Regions from separate parts of the Mus musculus genome. Here all the other regions are linked to region 2. Evidence: chromatin contacts called from public Hi-C and promoter capture Hi-C data. All regions are on one chromosome and are shown on one strand. The core of a region is the stretch at or near the end of the contact, and the rest is flanking DNA. Distances in the headings are between cores, read along the strand shown.

Region 1 (2,700 bases), core at 38-2,537, 290 kb after region 2:
CCCCCCCCGCACACACACACACACACACACACACACACACACACACACAAATAGAAAAATTAGTGGATGGTAAGAAATGTTTTATTGTAACACCTTTGTTTATATAAAATGTTTCCAGTAACTTTATTGAAGTGTGGAGCATCTCAGAATGAAAATGAACAATCCGGTCTAAACATCCAGGGACCACTTGTGTGTGGGCAGTGTTTTCATAGCTCTTGGGTCTAGACCTAGGAATGGCAGAGCTGGATTTATGATGAACTTCCAAACTGGTTTCCAAAGTAGTATCATTCTTGCCAGCCATATGTGAGGCTTCCAGTTCTTTCAAATCCCAATCAACAGAGTCCATTGTTTTCCTTACAGCCAGTCTATATGGGTATGAAATGCTATGATCCCAGGATTTTAAGTTCCAAGCAATCTTAAAACTGTTTGTTTGTTTATTAGAGAGAGAGAGAAAGCAAGTGAGCACATGAACAAGAGAGAGAACGAATGTGTGCATGTGCGTCTACATGTGTTTGACATAAGCATGTGGGCACCATGGTGGGCATGTGGAGATCAGAGGACAACTTTGTAGAGTCGGTTCTCTCCTTTCGGCTTTCCATGGGCTCTGGGAATCAAACTGAGGTGTCTGACAAGCGCCTTTGCCTGCTGAGTCATCTCCCCAGTCCTATGCAACACATTTACAAAAACACTTAGTTAAAAATAATTATTTCGGGGAAGCAATGTCCCCGTGTTTAAAAACACTTCCTGCTCTTGTAGAGGATTTGAGTTAAGTTTCCAGAACTCATGTTGGGAAGGTCACTACTGCCTAGAACTCAAGCTCCAGAGGATCTGATGCCCTCTCTGACCCACAGGCATGTGGATGTACGTGTACACACACACACACACACACACACACACACACACACACACAATTTTAATAATAGTTCTTTAACTGGATGTGTTGGGAAATGCCATTGATGAGTGAGTTTTATGTGAATGTGAAGCTCATTTGGCTCTATTCCATTCCTTTGGTCATTTTGTATTTTTTTTCTATTTTAACCCAAGTTCCATACAGTGTTGATCCCTCTAGAAATCGCTTTACTATATTTGGAGACTTTCTCCACATGCTTGCCTGCCTATCCCCCAAATGGCCTTTTGATAGAATTGCCTTCGGTTTTTCTGTCTTGTGCGTTCCTGAGGATTGACCCCAGGGTCTTGTGCTTGCTAAATACATGCATACACACTGCACACCAAGCTGCAGCCTGCACCCTTAATTATTCGATTCTAACTGAAAATGCCTTGTGCTGTAATATTGGCACCCTATTGCCACACATCCTGTTTGCTTATTTCTCCAAATGACTGTCCCCATCCTCACATCTCTAGGGTGTTCTGGTCGACTTTAAGTGGCATTGCCTTCTGCCTGCATACCAACTTAGAGATTTTTTTTCTTTCTGCTTTCTGTGGTCACAGGCAGCTGTGTCTTAGTCACTTCAAACTGCTGTAACAGAATAACACAGTCTAGGTGTCAATTATAGCTCACAGCCTCAGAGGCTGGGAGGCCCCAGATCTGGATTCCAGTACATCCACTGGAGGTTCAGAGCTGCTTGCTATGTTTTCATCAGGGTAGAAAGAGACATTACTTCCTGTATCTTCTTGTAGATACATTTGTGTCACCTTGAAGATCTACCTCACAACTCTGTTGCATCTCTGAATCTCCTGGTGCTGTTGTACCAAATTCACTGTAGAGAACATTAACTTTGTATCACAGTAAGGTAGACTACCTCTGCGGCTTCACCCTGCTGCTCTTCTTCCTTTAGACAGGGTCTTACATAGGCCAGGCTGACCTTGAACTCACTCTGAAACTGAAGATATTCTTGAACTCCTGGTTCTTCTGCTTTCACCTTGCAAGTGCTAGGATTGCACACATGCGTGCCCAGCACTTGTTTGCTTATTTAAAAACTTTAAACTATTAAGAAAGACGGCTCCAAATGTTGAGCTCCTGGGGACTTTGTGGGCAAGGACAGAGGCTGGCATTTGTGGTGAGGACTTTTCCACTTTTGTGCAAATGAGTAAGCTGAGTCCAACTATGGACTTATGATGCCCAGGCTTTTAGTTAAAGGAGGTAGGGGAAGTCATCCTGTGTTCCTTGTTTGGCAAGATGGCAGCAGGATGACTGGGCTGTGCCAACTCCAGGAACATACAGAACTTGGTTGGGAAGAACTCGATTGGTTTGTGAAGGTGAAGGACCTTTGAGGGTCAAGTGTCCTCTGAGGCAGGGACTGGGGTCCTGGACACAGCATCATTCCTCTTGAGTTTGGAAGAGGGGGAGAGCACCTTGTTTTCTCTCTCTTTAGGACCTGAGCCATAGAAACAGCCTATAAACTGAGGGTCAGAGGGCAAAGTCCAGACACTCAGAAGACCCTCTATATGGGGACACCATCTATCATGATCCAAGAAGCCAGGTAAATGGATTTTCCTCCCCTTCCCTCTTTTCCTTTCCCCTCCCATCTCTTCCTTCTCTCTCTAACTGTGGCCAAGACTCCCAACCCCACTTCCCTGAGTCATTGGTCAGCTGTACCCTTTTGCTGCTGTAGATGGAAACTAAGAGTAGACAAGGGATTCTGTCTACTATTTTGTGGGTTCCTTTCTCTCTTCCACCCTTTTCCACCTCTTTACTTCTTCCCTTTTAACTCCCTGTCTTAGTCAGGGTTTCTATTCCTG
Region 2 (2,700 bases), core at 53-2,552:
TGGAGTTACAGCAAAGACTGCTCTGGGGTCAGTCTGGAAAGGGAGCACGGGAGCCCAGAAATCAATCCGGTTCAAGTTCATAGCCAGGGCAGCCACAGAAAGTGCCAGGAAGGGAAAGGACACGGTGTTTAATCACACAATCCATGGACAGCCGTGGGCATCCAGTAATGCCTGGAATGAGTCAAGAAGGCATTGCCCCAGTTTTCACTAAGAGCTGCGAGGACAGCCTGTCCTGTTACAACCCACCCACAGCCTCCGTTGAAAGTATCCGAGTCGGCCTGCCGGGAAGCTTCCGGCACCAGTTTCCTGGCTCTGCAGATGACACAGACATTCCAGCTATGACTTCCAGTCTGATTTCAGCAGACTTAAGCAAGTGGGGAAACACCATGTACCTCCAGGGGAAGAAATTTTGGCTGCCATCTCCACCCTTCCCCTCAGCATCCACCCGTGGGTGGAGGTGGGTCGGGTTACGTGGGGCTTTCCATCCGTGTGTTTCAGAACACCACCATCTGGCCCTTCCTACTTGGCAAACACCCTGGCAAAGGGCCCTGGTCCATATCCTCCCAGAATGGACTGCTTTCGTTCTCTTGAATTCCACCTCCAGCAAAGACCCCCACCATTTTTTCCTGTCACTCGCTGCCCTCCCCCCGCCCCCCAAGAGTAAGTCTTAGCACAAGGCTTGTGTCTATGGTCTCTAGTCTCTTGACAACTGGCTGGTGCCTTAGTGGATTCGAACCCTACACTCATCTTGGGCAAGTGACTATGTGACTGCGTCTCCGTTTCCACTTTTCTACGGTGAGAATAATGAACACTCCAACCAGCGTTTGTAAGGAAAAACGACAGCTCTTACGGTGCCCGCAGCACGTGACACGCAGGGGGGCAGGAGTACATCACCAACAGCAGTTAAGCCAGGGGTAGGGCTGGTTTTTGTAACCGGTTCACACTGCCAGCTAAGTTTTCCTGTACGCAGGGTCTCCAAGCCCCGCTTTCACCCAGGTTAGCACACAAGACATGCGCGGAAACTGTGTCCCCGTGGCGTGATCTGGGCGGCCAGAGGTCTCGTCGCTCAGCATCGCCTCTGCACCCGGCCCCTCGGGCCCCGGGGCACCGCAAAGGGCGCGCGCGGGAGCAAGCAGGTGTCCTGGAACCGGTTCCCACCGGATCGCAGACCCTTTGCGCTCAGCTCCTTTGCTCTCAGTCCCTGAGCCCAGAGAAAGGGGGTGTGACTCAGCGCGGGGGGTGGGGGGAGGGCGTGTGCAGGCTCTGTCCCACGAGCAAAAAGAGGGCCGCTTGCAGAATTCGGGTCGTGCGCAGGCCCAGGGGCGTGTGCTGGCCATATCCCTTGAGCCAGAAAAAGGGCGTGTGCAGGCGGCGGGGGCGCGTGCATGGTGCCTTCCACCCGGGCGGAGCTTTTGCGCTCGACCCAATACTCTCCGCTATAAAGGTCGCGCTCCGCGTGCTTCTCTCCATCACGCTCCTAGAACTCTTCAAACCGATCTCTCGTCGATCTTCAACCGCCGCCTCCACTCGCCATGGACCCCAACTGCTCCTGTGCCTCCGGTAAGGGGGACTGCTGACGGGATTTCTGGGAGAGCTAGACAGGCTTTTTGGCCCCTCCTTTAGTAATTACTTTAAGGGTACGACCGGCTACCCCTTCCGAATGAATTCTGAAGCACTCCTGCTCCTTTAAACTAGTCCTTGAGATAGTGGCTCGCCTACCCGGGTGATTTGCCTCACCTTCCTAGGAGAACAGCGTTCAGGTACTCCCGGGTCCCACTCAACCGCGCTCACTGACTGCCTTCTACTTTTAGATGGATCCTGCTCCTGCGCTGGCGCCTGCAAATGCAAACAATGCAAATGTACTTCCTGCAAGAAAAGTAAGTTGGATCTTCTCTGCCATTTCCCCGTCACTCTCCTGGGGTCCCTAGCCCGCCGCGCCGCGCCTTCCCTCCCGGGAGCGTTCAGGTGGTGTGCCTCTGACAAGGTTTCTCGCTCACGTTCAACTCTTCTCTCCCCACAGGCTGCTGCTCCTGCTGCCCCGTGGGCTGTGCGAAGTGCTCCCAGGGCTGCATCTGCAAAGAGGCTTCCGACAAGTGCAGCTGCTGTGCCTGAAGGGGGGCGGAGGGGTCCCCACATCTGTGTAAATAGACCATGTAGAAGCCTAGCCTTTTTTGTACAACCCTGACTCGTTCTCCACAACTTTTTCTATAAAGCATGTAACTGACAATAAAAGCCGTTGACTTGATTAATTCAGCTTGTCTCTGTGCATTGGTTAAGGGCTGGCAGAGGCGTTGAGATGGGACTGCAGCAGCTGAATTTGAGCTAGTCGGATTATATTTCTCTGGACTTTGACCGCCTAGAAAGTGGTCATGCAGAAGCATGCATTGGTCACAGAAATGGGCCATTCCTACTGGGCGTGTGTGTGTGTGTGTGTGTGTGTGTGTGTGTGTGTGTGTGTGTGTGTGTATTGGGGATTAAACCGAAAGCTTCCTGCTTACTAAACCCAGGTGCTCTAATGCGCCACATCCCTACCCCTAATTATTTTCGGTTTTTAGGCTTAAAGTATGAAATACCTGTAAATAAAAATGGGAGTGAGTCAGATATGACGTCTCCCACGAGTAATAACCCCAACACTTGAGAGCCTGAGGCAGAAGGACCACTAACTCTGAAGCCAGCTTGGTCTCAAATTTTGGTGACCTT
Region 3 (2,700 bases), core at 69-2,568, 260 kb after region 2:
TTGCTTCACTGTGGGATGTCACAGAAACCATCCTCAGGAGGAGCCTGGCCTCCTGTTCTGGGACAAAGACAAGAGGCAGGGCAGGTTGTAGAACTTGGAACAGAGACAGGAACTTTCCAGGGCTGACGCTGGCCCTGTAGTCCTTTTCTTACCGCCCACCTCTTTCCATCCCTTATCCCTGCACCAAGCTTTCTTCTGTAGCCTAGGCAACCCTTGCACCCAGGGACCAGCAGAGACACACCTGGAGGCCGCGCTTGTCCAGGTCAGGTCTCAGGTGATGAGCCGCTGTCGCCACTGGACCCTGGACCCAACTCCACGAAGTTTTGCTCAGTGGCTCCTCCTGCCTTCATCCTACATCGTCTCTGGGAAGTGTAGAAAGAAGGGTTGTGCGGGTCCTGCTGCGCTCTGGCCCCACCCACTTCCTGGCAGATGCCCACCTTACCCAGTCTCAGTAGTCAGAGAGGCATGTCCCGCTGCGATCTCCAAGCCGCGGCGGGTTCCGGGCACGCTACTCGCGCGCCCTGGGGCTGGCACTTTGAATCCACGTGATTTCTCGGCAGCGGCAGTAGAGTCTATGAACTAGCGAACAGCGCCCGCTCAGTGGCCACTTTCAGTTTCCACAGAGCGCGGTGGAGAGGGAGCTGAACTGGTGAGTTACCTGCCCAAGCCGGGGCGCGGAGGGAGATCTGTGCCTAGAGAGAGGAGGGGGTGTCAGGGGCTAGGTGGATAGACAAACGGACTGAGGGGCCCGGGTGGGTTGGGGTACTGGTGGCTTAGCAAAATGCAGTCGGACACTGTAATTTGGGGACCACAGAAATTGGAGGGAGTGGCTCAGTTTGGGAAAAAACTTTGTATGTCTGTGCGCCCCCTCTCCTGGTGCCTGCCACACTTGTCATCCCCCACCCCCAACCATACTTTCTTCTTGTTTTTTTTTTTTTCTTTTCAATGCCTTTGCTTTAATAATAATCCAGAAGCCGCCCTGTTTGCTACATATAATTCTGAATTTTCAGCCAAAACAACAAAACAAACAAACAAACAAACAAAACCCCACCTTTTATTAGACAGATAGAATTTGGCTGAACCGTAGCAACTTGCTGTTCTATAGAGGAAAGCTGCGTTCTCTAAGAGTTGCCAACCTCAGGTCGGTGGCTTCTGGCTACCAACATTGTGTTGGAACAAATACTAGATATTAAGGAATGTACAAAAAGACAGGGATCTTTAAAAACAAAAACAAAAACAAAACAGAATATTGTGTTTTAAAAGAGAACGATGTTTCTTGAATGTCCATCACCTGTATTTCTAATGATCATTGAAACTTTCCAGTCACAAGGGTAAGCCTGGGCAGCCTTTTGTCCCTGGCCTACCACAATGCCACGTGGGGTTTAAACCATTTTTTTTCCACTCAGAAAAGCTGAGCTGGGAGCTCTGGGAGGTTCCTGGAGAATTCTGGGTCTTCAGTACTATTGGTATATATTGTCAGGATTCTTCTGAAAAGGGCGGGAGGGGCTTCATACAGAAAAGGTATTTTGAAAATTGACCTTCATGATTGGGGGAAAAGGCTAGAAAATGACCAAAGGTGGGTGTAGCTGAGCCATACCTGCAGCTTTCTCTTCCTGAATCGCTTTCTTGCAAAGAAAGGAAACCCGGAAACCTGCCAGGTTCCCTCTGGGATGTAGCTCAGAGACAGGGCAGACCCTGGTTTGAGTCCCCGGCGCCACAAAAATAAGGCACCAGGCCTGAGCTCCCACCAGAGAACAGAGTGGGCGGGAGTGACTGGAAGTTCATAAGGCCCCTCATGGTGTACTGTCCACAGACCAGCACCAGCAATTATGCCTTGCCTGCCCTGCCTCCAGGACCAGCGCCCATCTGTCTTGGAATAGGACCTCTGGGTGCTCTCAATACTGTGCATCATGACCATGAGTTACGATTTCAGATCTTGGAAGGTTGGTTCCCCATCTATAGTACAGACATTATGTTCAAAATTTATCTCCTGAATCGAGTGAGACGAAATAGAAACAATGCCTCGGCCACAAGTGTGAGGAGCCTGGGGTCCTGATGGGACAAATGCCGAAGCTAAGGGAACGCCTTAGTGCCTTAGTCTGCTTAGTCCGGTCTGCCCAGAAAGCACAGGTTGGCCTGATCTCAGAAGCTAAGTATGCTTAGGCCTAGTAAGCACTTGGTTGGGAAAGTCTGCCTAGACCTGTTCCCGGACCAGCCCGAGGATAGCAGTACCTGGTCAATGTCTATGTGCTCTCTCTCTCTCTCTCTCTCTCTCTCTCTCTCTCTCTCTCTCTCTCTCTCTCTCTCTTTCTCTCTTCCCTCTAGAAAGAGTTCAACAAAACTCTGTAGATTCTCTTCTCCCATATTTTGTGCTGTGTGTTGGGTAAAGAAGACATCCCCACTGCCTCTGAACGTGACCTTATTTGGACACAGGGTGACTGCAGACACTTAAGATGAGGTTGTAGGGTGGGCCCAGTAAGACTTCTGCCCACTAATAGAGGCGATCAGCATATCCACATAGATACCTCAGGAAGGCGGCCATCTTGGGGAGGCAGAGACTGCAACTACAAGCTGAAAGACAAAAATCCCAGCAACCAAAGTGTCCCAATCGGAAAGAGGAAGGCCCCTTTACTAGCATCCTCAGAGGATGCAGACTGCAGAGAATAAAAAAATAAAAAGCCATTTCTGCCAGCGCTTGAT

Evidence for each region. Hi-C and Micro-C count contacts between places; a contact is called where the count stands out from the background. Capture Hi-C pulls out chosen DNA fragments and counts their contacts.
Region 1: a contact with region 2 is called in a Hi-C map of liver, with 1.6 times the contacts expected there. The contact joins the enhancer-like site here to the promoter of Mt2 in region 2. A contact is called at or near these places in 1 of 484 Hi-C or Micro-C datasets (liver) and 2 of 115 datasets of contacts at active chromatin or transcription factors (effector CD8 T cells and memory CD8 T cells).
Region 3: a promoter capture Hi-C map of adipose tissue shows a contact between it and region 2. The contact joins the promoter of 9330175E14Rik here to the promoter of Mt2 in region 2. A contact is called at or near these places in 1 of 39 promoter capture datasets (liver), 1 of 115 datasets of contacts at active chromatin or transcription factors (effector CD8 T cells) and 1 of 9 other capture datasets (adipose tissue).

What each region holds. Positions count from the first base shown.
Region 1 is chr8:94,457,359-94,460,058 of GRCm38.p6, forward strand. It overlaps a transcript of Nlrc5 not described here. Among named protein-coding and RNA genes, the nearest start is that of Nlrc5, 14 kb to the right of the region's middle. Within about 2 kb of position 1,288, at least 56 of the 459 cell types and tissues checked have an H3K27ac peak or open chromatin away from gene starts, as enhancers often do. A contact at or near this core is called in effector CD8 T cells, liver and memory CD8 T cells, where this site is marked.
Region 2 is chr8:94,171,316-94,174,015 of GRCm38.p6, forward strand. It overlaps Mt2 (metallothionein 2), which reads left to right and starts at 1,303. Exons shown (of 3, transcript NM_008630.2): 1 at 1,303-1,560; 2 at 1,812-1,877; 3 at 2,021-2,252. The coding sequence starts at 1,533. The coding sequence ends at 2,112. Gm39227 (a long non-coding RNA gene) reads right to left here and starts at 340. Exons shown (of 3, transcript XR_879107.2): 1 at 1-340.
Region 3 is chr8:94,433,785-94,436,484 of GRCm38.p6, forward strand. It overlaps 9330175E14Rik (RIKEN cDNA 9330175E14 gene), which reads right to left and starts at 1,319. Exons shown (of 3, transcript NR_015514.2): 1 at 1,052-1,319; 2 at 443-692; 3 at 1-362. It also overlaps a transcript of Nlrc5 not described here.